Regions from separate parts of the Bombyx mori genome. Here region 2 is linked to region 1. Evidence: chromatin contacts called from public Hi-C data. All regions are on one chromosome and are shown on one strand. Each heading gives the region's core, a stretch centred on a gene start, on an enhancer-like site or on the middle of the called end of the contact. The rest is flanking DNA. Distances are from core to core; before and after follow the strand shown.

Region 1 (5,517 bases), core at 133-2,632:
CTTTCTCTTCTACGACTGGAACAATTTTTATAGGGGACAAAGGTAATCCGTTCGTAGTGGGCGATTCGGTCTTCGCTGGTTGCGTGATCGCATTGTCCGGTGATCGTCCAGCCAAAAGCTTGTGAGCTTTCGCTTTCAAGTCTTTCGGATGAGGCGTGTTCTGTCTTACGAACGGTGTCTGTGAAAACGATAACAAATTCTAATTTCTATTTATTTATCAAAAACTAGTTATTAAATACGTTTAGAATATCTTTTTATAGAAACCATGCAAACATGCTTATAAATAAAATTATAAATATACCTCAAGAATAAAAAATCTTAATGCGAATAAAACATTTCCAGCAGCACATAGATCGTTCAAGCTTACATGTGCTTAAGATATATCGGTGATAGTTAAAATACTAGAAATATTGAGTGGTGTTAAAATTTATCATTTTCGATTATTATCACACGGAATTCCGAAACGAAATAAACCTTCTTTCGTATATACATATTCAATTTTAGCATATCAATTAAAACAGAATACTTATAAGAAAGGTTTTAAGTATTATAATGTCTACTTTAAGAAATTGTCTCACTGGTAATTGCCAATTAAACGAATAATCATATAATTCACTATGAAGCGAGGCTGAGTGAATCACAGGATATGATATCACATCCAATCTTCTGTGTGCGAAGCTAAGACGTCTTACTGATATCGACTTATCTACGCTAAGTGCAATTTAAATATGAACTAAATATATAAACTAACAAAGTGCGCTGCGTTGTAAGAAATTGACGTGTTCAGTGTGTACAAAATAATACGGAAAAAAAAACGAAAAATCATTGAGCAAGTGCATTCATTGAATTGCTGTTTTTAATTTTTTTTATTTCGTTAAAAAGATTTTGTAGAGCTACGTGAGTGAAAGCATACTGGGATAATTTGTTTTGGCACAAGTTCTTTGGTTAGTGATAAACGATTACTGTGTAACATGTATGCTGAAGGTTTGACGTCACTTAGGTAGTAAACTAGGATTGCGTTAATCTACTTTTAGCATAAATAGGTTTCTCTCTAATTACTGCGAAAGAGCAAGAGGCTGTGTTATTGCAGCTTAAAATCGACTCGCTGACTGTGCATTCACAACGTTTTATCATCTGTTTGATTTTTAATGAAAATTTATAATACTTTTTCATGATTAGATAAATTTAAGATGTACCATACAAATTGTGATGTTTCTTCGCATTAAACACGGTAACTCGATGCGTTTCCGTTATATACTTTTGGATAGAGTTCGAATCGAATTCTACTACTACGACGTCAGCGGGTATACACGCAAATAGCGTGCGGATATAGTGGCGCCATCTGTTGTAACGAATTGTGAATGCACCGCGCGAGCCGCGTCGCCGTGTACCTCCGCGAGGTTAGTTATAGAGGAGGAGAGCCGTTGCAGTGAACTCCTCCGTTGTGTTGTAACTAGCTTGCGAACTACATTAATCGGTCGACGGAACGACAACATCGACTGTGGCGCGAAGGAAGACTCAGAAAGTGTCACCTCGTCACTGTCCTCCTGAATCGATGGGACCTTAAAATTGAATTCATTCTCACTAAATAATTAAAATGTACAAACAAATATTAGTTTATATACACGTTTTAGACGTTTCGAAACTGAACAAGAATTGTACGTTAACTTAATCTAAATATGCAAATAGATTTTAATTTAATTAAGTAATAAATTACTTTTCAAAAATTCAATAAAGAAATCATTTTTGTGCATTTTTCATTTCCCCTTCACCAAACGCTTAAATTACTTACAACCAATATTCATATTCAATTAACAAAAGTATGTATTTTTTATGAATATTTACTTTCTTTAAGAAGAAAATATAACTAAAATTGTATAATAAAAATTCTTATCTTCAACCGATGCATAGAAACATGATTAATCTACTTGATTTTCGGAAACTCATCCTATTTTGTTCATAGATAAAGAAAACGTTACTGACATTTTTTTACTTAAATAATTCAACAGATGTGATAATATTCACGGTTAAAGTTATATTTGCATTTATTTTAAATGTATTTTACATACATTTGTATATTTATCATATGTATGAGTATGGTGTCTTCTATTTGAGAATAATGTAATATTAAGGTCGTTTTGTTTCACAGTACATTATATTAATATTGTAAAAACTAAATACAATTACAATAATCCAAAATAAAAACAATATTACAAATTATTACAGTTCCTTTATTAAACTAAAACTAGTACATAAAAAAGATAAAAATATCGATTAATGAGATACGCAAATTTTAACATTAATATTCCTATTTTATTTCTAATCACAGTGAGATAATAAATATAAATAAAAAAAAACTCAATGTTACATAACTGTTCAGCACAAATTATTCAAACGCAACGAGTATAGAACTCAACGCCAAATACGCCCTTTGTCTTGAAAAGTTACCTCGAAACTTCCTCCTGAACCAACAACTTAATCTAACACTACCGTCTCTGATCGTACTGCCTGCACTGTGAAAGCACGTCTGTACATTATATCTAAAGTGTTTATAAGCGTGTTTCTCTGTACACGAAAACCTCCAACCTGCCCTCGAGTACGGAGGTATCTTATATGAAAAACAACAACAGTATCTCACCTCTCGAACGTCCGAAACGTCTTCCGTGAACTTAACGGAATGAGTGCGCGACGCCTCCTTCTCCTCCCAATCTTCGTTGTCCGAATCACGATCGCGGGAAACGCTCGTATCTGTTAAACCAATACACTTTTTAATGCGGACATGTATATTCTGTAGTGTTACCATAATAATTTTAAAAGCGGGACAACCACAACGAAGCTGCTTACAAATTACCAAAGAAAAAAAAAGATTCGCAGCTTTTACGACATTGCTAACAGCGTATGACTACCAAAAAATGTTTATTTCACAATTACATAAGGCGATGAGAATATGAACATGGAAATGCGATAGAAATTTACGTGTTAATTGTTTTCGATCTGCCATTTATCTATATATTAATACGTGAAGCAAAAACTTGGGGTTTTTTTACGAAAATTGCGGAACAGAGGAGTATGAAATTTCCCATACTAATAGAGAATATAGAGAAGGAGTGTAGAATGCTGTTTTTTTTTTTATTATGCATAAAAAATACATTAAATCAATTAAAAAAACATTACACAAACTACCATGTATTTGACACAACCCATAGGTCAAACTTTTTTTATTGTTTAGTCTGTAGTCAAATTGAGAATAGAATAAATATTGTTGGGTCTTTAATATTATTTGCCTGTAATGTAACCTTGGCGAAATATGTGATTAAAGAAGTAAAGTTTTTGACCATAGAACTATAATAATGTTAAAACTTATAATTTAAATTAATAATTATAGTCGAATTTCGAATTCTGTGGGACCACTAGTATATACCTATATTATAACGTGAAACGTTATATGGCGACAAATTATGTGTGCAATAATATCTATCTATGTACATCGAGCTCGTCATAACAACATCACGTATCCTTAACCGTTTTGACCTTGCATAGATATGCAACTTTCGATAAAGGTATTACGTTTGACATTCGTTACAAAATTATCAACCAACTATTATGTATTTAGACATTAAGAAATGTAATTGTTTGTCCACATTTACGTCACTAAATAAATTGCACCATTTCATTATTATTTTTTTAAATATGGAACGTTTTAACGAACGTAATCACAAAAACCTGCGACATAATTTAATTTAGATTTTAAAAAAAATGTCTACTAAAAAGTACAATGAACTTATTTTCTGGGATGTTCACCGATAAAAATAATTAAAAATATACAGTGCGCATTTTAATCTAATCTACAAGTGATAATACATATTGAAAGAAACCAATTTAAGATATTCATAATAGGATCGAGTTTGTGTGTAGTAGGTACAGTGAAGGAAGCTATGCGAGTCTTACCTTTGATATTATCAATCTCCCCCGACCGTGATATATATTTGTGATCCCTGTACCACTGTCCACTGCCGACTTCTGATGTGTGTTCCAGCTCTATTCGTGGTGTGACAAGTGCATTTAGTATATACACAGCAAAAACAAAACATAAGCGTTAGAGAGCATTTACATTGTATTCATTTATCCATTACTATCAATTTCAATCATAATTGAAATCGAATTCAATTGTAATTGCTCGCTAAAAGTTGCACAACAAAATGAAAGCTCGAAAAAGCAATGGCGCAAACTTTACCATAAAAGCCTCACTTTCACAAAAAACGCACGGCAGATAAACACTGCGTAAAAAATATAAAAAAAAAAACAAACAAACAAAATCCGTGTCATCACTATTGAAGTAGATACTTGTTATATACATAAAATTTCACTAATTAGGTGGACGTTTCTAAACTTTAGAAATAGAATAAAAAATCAAAGTGCACCTATACAATGGTAGTACTACATACTATCCGAATATTATCTGTGCCATACCGTGACAGATTAAAAGCATTCGGAATAGGGATGTAACACTCGTTATTGAGTAAACAGCAAACGACAGCCGAGTCAGTGAACTCAAGGTGATCCAAATAAAAAAATAAACATCATCCAATTGAGGTGAAATCGCATCATGACTTTGCTAGTTTTGGCAAGGCAGGACACACTGACTGATCGGTCGATTTCTAAGAAGACTATTCTCGGTTTTTCTGAGCCGAGTACTGTTTCTTCATTAGTTTTTCTAACACCAAAAGCGTATCAGCAGCGTGTGAACATTGAGTGAAATACTTTCCTTCTTACCTGGTTGTTGAGTGTAACTGAGCTGCGGTAAGAGGAAACAAGTAAGGACGTTCTCCCCGGTGCTTTCGTCTCTGTCCGTTTGGAAAGTCAAGAGTGGTTGCGCTTGGTTTTCGGACAACCACACCGCTTTTAGTTCCAAATTTACCAGCGTGTACGGAAGGTATTGCAACCTGAAATATATCATCGAAATAATCAACATAAGGCATAAAATAGTCTAAGCTGATTCCAATGTGTATTTATGATTACTTTACGATACAGTTTCCAACTGAATTAAGACTTACCGATTTCCGCTTACGTCCAAAACGTGAAGTGACGTACAGTTCCCTAATTCGTTCGGCAGTTTCGTCAATTTATTATCTCTTAAACTCAGGACCCCTAACAGCGTCATATTACCGATATCCATCGGAATTTCGGCTAACGAATTTCTATCTACATTCAAAACGGTCAACTTGTTGAGATTTCCAATAGAGTCAGGCAATTCCGTTAAAAAATTCTCCGTTAATATAAGCTCTTGTAGATTTGTACACCTGTAAGAGAAATAGACTGAGTTTATAAATAGTTCAAGATAAACTAACAAAATGAAACATATCTTAAACAGTGAACTAACCTTCCAACGTTTTCGTTTAATGTATGTAATCTATTTTGGTCCAACTTCAGTATAGTTAACTTGTATAAATGACCTATACCATCAGGTATGGATTCTAACATGTTTTGGGAGAGGTGCAAGTCGGTTAATGATGAAAG
Region 2 (5,303 bases), core at 614-3,113, 57 kb before region 1:
GCCGAGGGAAGGATGCTCCCAACCAAGAAGATGTTGAAGTTATGTCCACAGACTCCAGTTCAAGTTCAAGTAGTGATTCACAATGAATACAGAAAAACCGTGGACTTCATTTTGATTAAAAGTGTAGTGCAACTCAACAAGTTAAAAAGACTGATGCTTGTGTTTATTATGAAAAAAATATTTGTAGAATTAATTCAAATGTTATTTAAATATCCTCATAGAAATGACATAATAAAAAAATTTATTCCACATAATCGTTTTGTTATATTTGAACAAAAATTTAACCTCCAAATTTATTTTTCGATATCTATGCACGCGAACTCTGCGATTAAGAGTTGGAAGTGCGAACTAGCCTGTTGACATAACCCAAACAGTTTCTCGTCAGTTCTTCTCAGTGGGTTGCGATTCTGATCCTGTAGGTTTTAACGAAACATTGCTCTTGCCAGGGCCAGTGTTGGCAAACTCTCTCAGGTGGAGCCAGTGAACTCATACACGTCCGCGCGTTCCTGGAATAGCCCCTTAGGCTACCAACGAATGGGTAGGTAAAATATATCAACGATCACGAGGCCCGATAGCACCGGAATATATTACAACTAATACTACTCATAGGAGTTGTATAAGTGTTTGGAGCTTTAAGACAACTTAGTCCGGATACTATTGCCCCTAGGATTTAGTACTTTAACATTTATTTTATTACTGGTGGAAGGTCCTCTTGTGAGTCCGCGCGGGTAGGTACCACCACCCTGCGTATTTCTGCCGTGAAGCAGTAATGCGTTTCGGTTTGAAAGGTGGGGCAGCCGTTGTAACTATACGTAGATCTTAGAACTTATATGACTTATATCACAAGGTGGGTGGCGCATTTACGTTGTTGATGTCTATGGGCTCTAGTAACCACTTAACATCAGGTGGGCTGTGAGCTCGTCATCCAACTAAGCAATAAAAAAAATTACTAGGTATTCCTGATAGCTCGTTAACTCGCAATGTTCGATTTTATGAAAATATCTTGGTGGTGGCCTAAGTGAATGTCTAAGCTGACTTTCAAAAACTTATGGCTTTATCTATATTCGTTTCAACCAGAAAGTTCATGTAATGTGTATTGCATTCCATGGTAAATTTGGTTTCGCAGTCCCTCAGTGTACTATGAACGATCTTCGTTGTAATTTGGATACACGGTTCGCAGCCTAATTGCTATGATTACTTTTTCAGAGCTCATTCTAAGTCATTAACCGTTTCATTTCTATTATCACCAACACGTACATGTACACAAATTAAATTGACACTTATGTCGACCTGATAATATCAAGCTTCGCTGTAGTCTATTCTATGGCCAACAAGTGCTTTGAGAAGAGTAGCTCCCATTTTAAATGTCTTATCTATGGCCTAGCTATCGCTAAGGACGTAGGTTTTTTAAAATAAATACCCCACAATGTCATCCGCGCAAGCATTGATAACGTAGGTATGTACATCTTCGTTTGGAAGACCGATGCAGTCGTCCATAATATAGCAGTTTTTATACTTATATCACATTAAATAAGATACACTTTTTACTAGGGAAACGTAAGGTTACTAGGTTTTTTTATTGCTTAGGTGGGTGGACGAGCTCACAGCCCACCTGGTGTTAAGTGGTTACTGGAGCCCATAGACATCAACAACATAAATGCGCCACCCGCCTTGTGATTTAAGCTCTAAGATCTACGTATAGTTACAACGGCTGCCCCAGCCTTCAAACCGAAACGCATTACTGCTTCACGGCAGAAATAGGCAGGGTGGTGGTACACACCCGCGCGGACTCACAAGAGTCCTACCACCAGTACTAGTAGGTTATAAAGATTATTAAAAAAGTATAAAATACTAGGCAGATGCTAAGAGCCGTTGCTATGGAAATAACATTTTGCTTGACAATTTGTCAGAGAGAATTTTAGAATCACTACGTTTTAATTTGATTACTGCCACGATAACCGTGACTTCTCAAAAAGTCAAATAGGTATTTTGCAACAAAAACAAACGGAAATGGGAGAACGGGCACCGGTATCTGCAGAAGAGACGTTAGTCCGTTACGACAACCCAGTGTTGGTGACTAAAAGACAGGAAAAAGTTGTAAGATTTTTGATTTATCAAAGGATCTTCGTTAATAAAAAAATAATGTTCATTTTATAATAAAAATGTTTTACACAGCCTTCCCCGAGAGCTGGCGCTTCAACACAACCGTGCGTACCCACCGAAGCAAAGAAAGAAACTGAAGAGATCTTAAATGCTATTTTACCCCCGAAAGAATGGGAGGAAGATGGACAAATATGGACACAAAAGGTACTACAATTTGCAGCTGTAAAATAAAGACAGACAGACTTGAACTTGACGGCCCAATTTATGGTAAACTGTTGATACCACCAGTAGGCCCCGGGCACGCCAAGAAGACAGAAAGGGCGCTACACAGAAAACACTTAATGATCGTTTGTAGAACGTTTCAATGGTTCTGAGGTTTAGTTTTTAGATGGTTGGCGAGCTCACAGCCCACCTAGTGTTAAGTGGTTACTGGAGCCCATACACATCTATAACGTAAATGCGCCACCCACCTTGAGATATAACTAAAATATATAATAATAATAATAATAATTTATTTATTAACCTTGATACATTTACACATAACAGTTTGCTAAAAACTCTCCACACTAGGCACTGCCTGTCTCGTGGAGAGTTTTTTAAATATAATAATAAATATAATATTCTTATAAGTTCTAAGATCTACTTATACAACCTTTCAAACCGAAACGCATTACTGCTTCACGGCAGAAATGGTCAGGGCGGTGGTACCTACCCGTGCGGACTCACAAGAGGTCCTACAACCAGTACCACCAAGAACGGAGTATTCACTAATTAAATGGATAAAAATATTAAAGTTCATTTGTTACCGTTATATTGTAGATTTCTTCTACTCCGGCGACCCGTTTGGACGTGATAAACCTGCAAGAAATGCTCGATACTCGTCTGCAGCAGAGACAAGCCAGAGAAACCGGTATATGTCCAGTTCGAAGACAATTGTACACCCAATGTTTTGATGAACTTATCAGACAGGTAGTTTCTTTCAAATAGCGTGAAATTTTCTTAAGAATCTCTTCTTAATATACATTTCAAAATACGTTGAAATAATCCAAAGAAATCGTGTTTTTGTTATTGAAAGTAGGCTTGAATTTTCATTTCGAAGGTAACGATAAACTGTGGGGAAAGAGGACTACTTCTGCTGAGGGTGCGGGATGAGGCACGAATCACTATGGAAGCTTACCAGACCTTATATTGCAGTTCTATCGCGTTCGGTATGAGAAAAGCTCTACAGGTGAGGTTCATTTAAATTACGATTTACTAGATTGACTGCTGAATAATTAAAACATTATGGAAATACGAAAAAAATAATTACAAAATATATAGAATATATCAGTTATTTTTCACCTCTCTCGCGCCTTTTAACAGTCAACTTTGAATCGTAATTCGAAGGTCATCGTAAATTGTGAAGAGTGTAACCGCCACCTAATGTTGTTTTTTATCATTGCCTTCAGATTGTGAGGTCTCAGGATCTTTTTTTAATTGCTTCGACGTGTGAACAAGCTACCGGCCCACCAGATGTTAAGTGATTACTGAAATCCACAGACCAACTGTCGATGTCGCGATGACTTCCGAATTATAATAAAGACAGCGTATGTGTGAAATTACTTAGTCCGGAACGAGCTCCACTCACGATGATTTCTGAATGCCATCACACGTTTACCTCGAAATTTAATTTGAAGAGCCTTCAGCGGTAAGCTACCGCACGTTTGCGTTGAGCTTTGCTTCTTTTACATATATAATTGTCATATATTTTATTGGTGGTAGGACCTCTTGGGAATCCGCACGGGTAGGTATCACCACCCCCCGCCTATTTCTGCCGTGAAGCAGTAACGGGTTTCGGTTTGAAGGGTGGTGCAGCCGTTGTAACTATACTGAGACATTGGAATTTATATCTCAAGGTGGGTGGCGCATTTACGTTGTAGATGTCTATGGGTTCCAGTAACCACTTAACACCAGGTGGACTGTGAACTTGTCCATCCATCTAAGCTATAAAGAAAAAAAAAATTATTTATATTTTATAGTCGGAACAAGGGAAATCAGATCTCATGGACCAAGTGGCTAAGTTAGAAGCGGAACGGTCGACCTTGGAGAAGCAATGTATGGAGTTAAAGCAGAAAACGGAACAGTTGGAGAGACGGGCCGCGGAACTTAGGGCCGCTGAAGAGAAACGACATCAAGAGGAATTGTTAGCTTTGAAGAAAACTAACGCTCAGTTGAAAGTAAGTTAAAGCTTTAGTGCCATAAAAAGCAGGCAAGCCTATGACTCCGACGACCGCCGGTCCTGTGTTCCGAGGGGGAGGGTGATGGGAGCGATGTGCTCCGCACTAAACGCTTCACTCTCCCCCCTTTGCCTTTTCATGAGTTCTGTCTCATGCGAGGCTCGGACGTGGGTTGTTGAGCGACAGGAGGTTTTAGTCGGTTCGACTCCGACATACCCCGCCCGCTATCCCCAGTGGAGGGTAGGAGTCCGGCGATTTCCTCCTGACCAAAAAAAAAAGCCTATGACTCGCCTAATCGTTTGAGGTTACTATGGGCATTGCCACGGATATTGCCATTGAAGATCAAATTAAATGATTATTTTGATATTTAAATTATTTTTTCCCATTTTCAGGCGCAACTGGAAGGAATTATAGCACCCAAGAAGTAACTACCCGTCAAAAATTAAACTGTTAATAGTTTTAATACTTTTAAGTTCTTTTATTAATAATTAATGAAATGTAAATTTTATCATACGTTACATGTTTGTTGATAGTAAAATGTTAAACGATAAATGATGAATTCGAAATAAAATGAAAAGTTATTAATTTTATTAAAATATATATTAAACCATTTAGTTGGGACAAACATACAATAATTTCATTAGTTTACAATGCACGTATTTACTCGCTAAAAACCTTAAAAGGTATCAAGGACACACATTTATGAAACACTCGTTGAACATGCCAAAAGTACATTACAAATTAATTTAAATATATCAAATACAAATTTTCGAATAATATATCGATTCTTACGGAATCTTTTGTAACAAACGTTTGCATAATAATTTAATTAAATTTAAATATACTGCAAGATAATTAATACATTGGCAGACTTTATATTCAAATGCACACATTACCTTAAACTATGTATAGGAAAAAATACATAATATCGTATTGTATAAAATTAATTAAATCAAAATTATGTTTAAATGAAATCAAAGTGAC

Evidence for each region. Hi-C and Micro-C count contacts between places; a contact is called where the count stands out from the background.
Region 2: a Hi-C map of whole pupa shows a contact between it and region 1, with 2.6 times the contacts expected there. The contact joins the promoter of LOC101746305 here to the enhancer-like site in region 1. A contact is called at or near these places in 2 of 7 Hi-C or Micro-C datasets (both in whole pupa).

What each region holds. Positions count from the first base shown.
Region 1 is chr6:8,127,731-8,133,247 of ASM3026992v2, reverse strand. LOC101745685 (protein lap4) reads right to left here. Exons shown (of 35, transcript XM_038011696.2): 5 at 5,381-5,517; 6 at 5,055-5,300; 7 at 4,774-4,943; 8 at 2,639-2,748; 9 at 1-178. Among protein-coding and RNA genes, the nearest start is that of LOC101745685, 28 kb to the right of the region's middle. Within about 2 kb of position 1,382, at least 4 of the 8 cell types and tissues checked have open chromatin away from gene starts, as enhancers often do.
Region 2 is chr6:8,184,947-8,190,249 of ASM3026992v2, reverse strand. LOC101746305 (putative inner dynein arm light chain, axonemal) reads left to right here and starts at 1,863. Exons shown (of 6, transcript XM_004930554.5): 1 at 1,863-2,097; 2 at 2,176-2,307; 3 at 2,923-3,072; 4 at 3,203-3,331; 5 at 4,122-4,319; 6 at 4,712-4,896. The coding sequence starts at 2,011. The coding sequence ends at 4,747. It overlaps LOC101745685 (protein lap4), which reads right to left. Exons shown (of 35, transcript XM_038011696.2): 35 at 4,898-5,303. LOC101746442 (mediator of RNA polymerase II transcription subunit 4) reads left to right here. Exons shown (of 5, transcript XM_004930555.5): 5 at 1-254. The coding sequence ends at 86.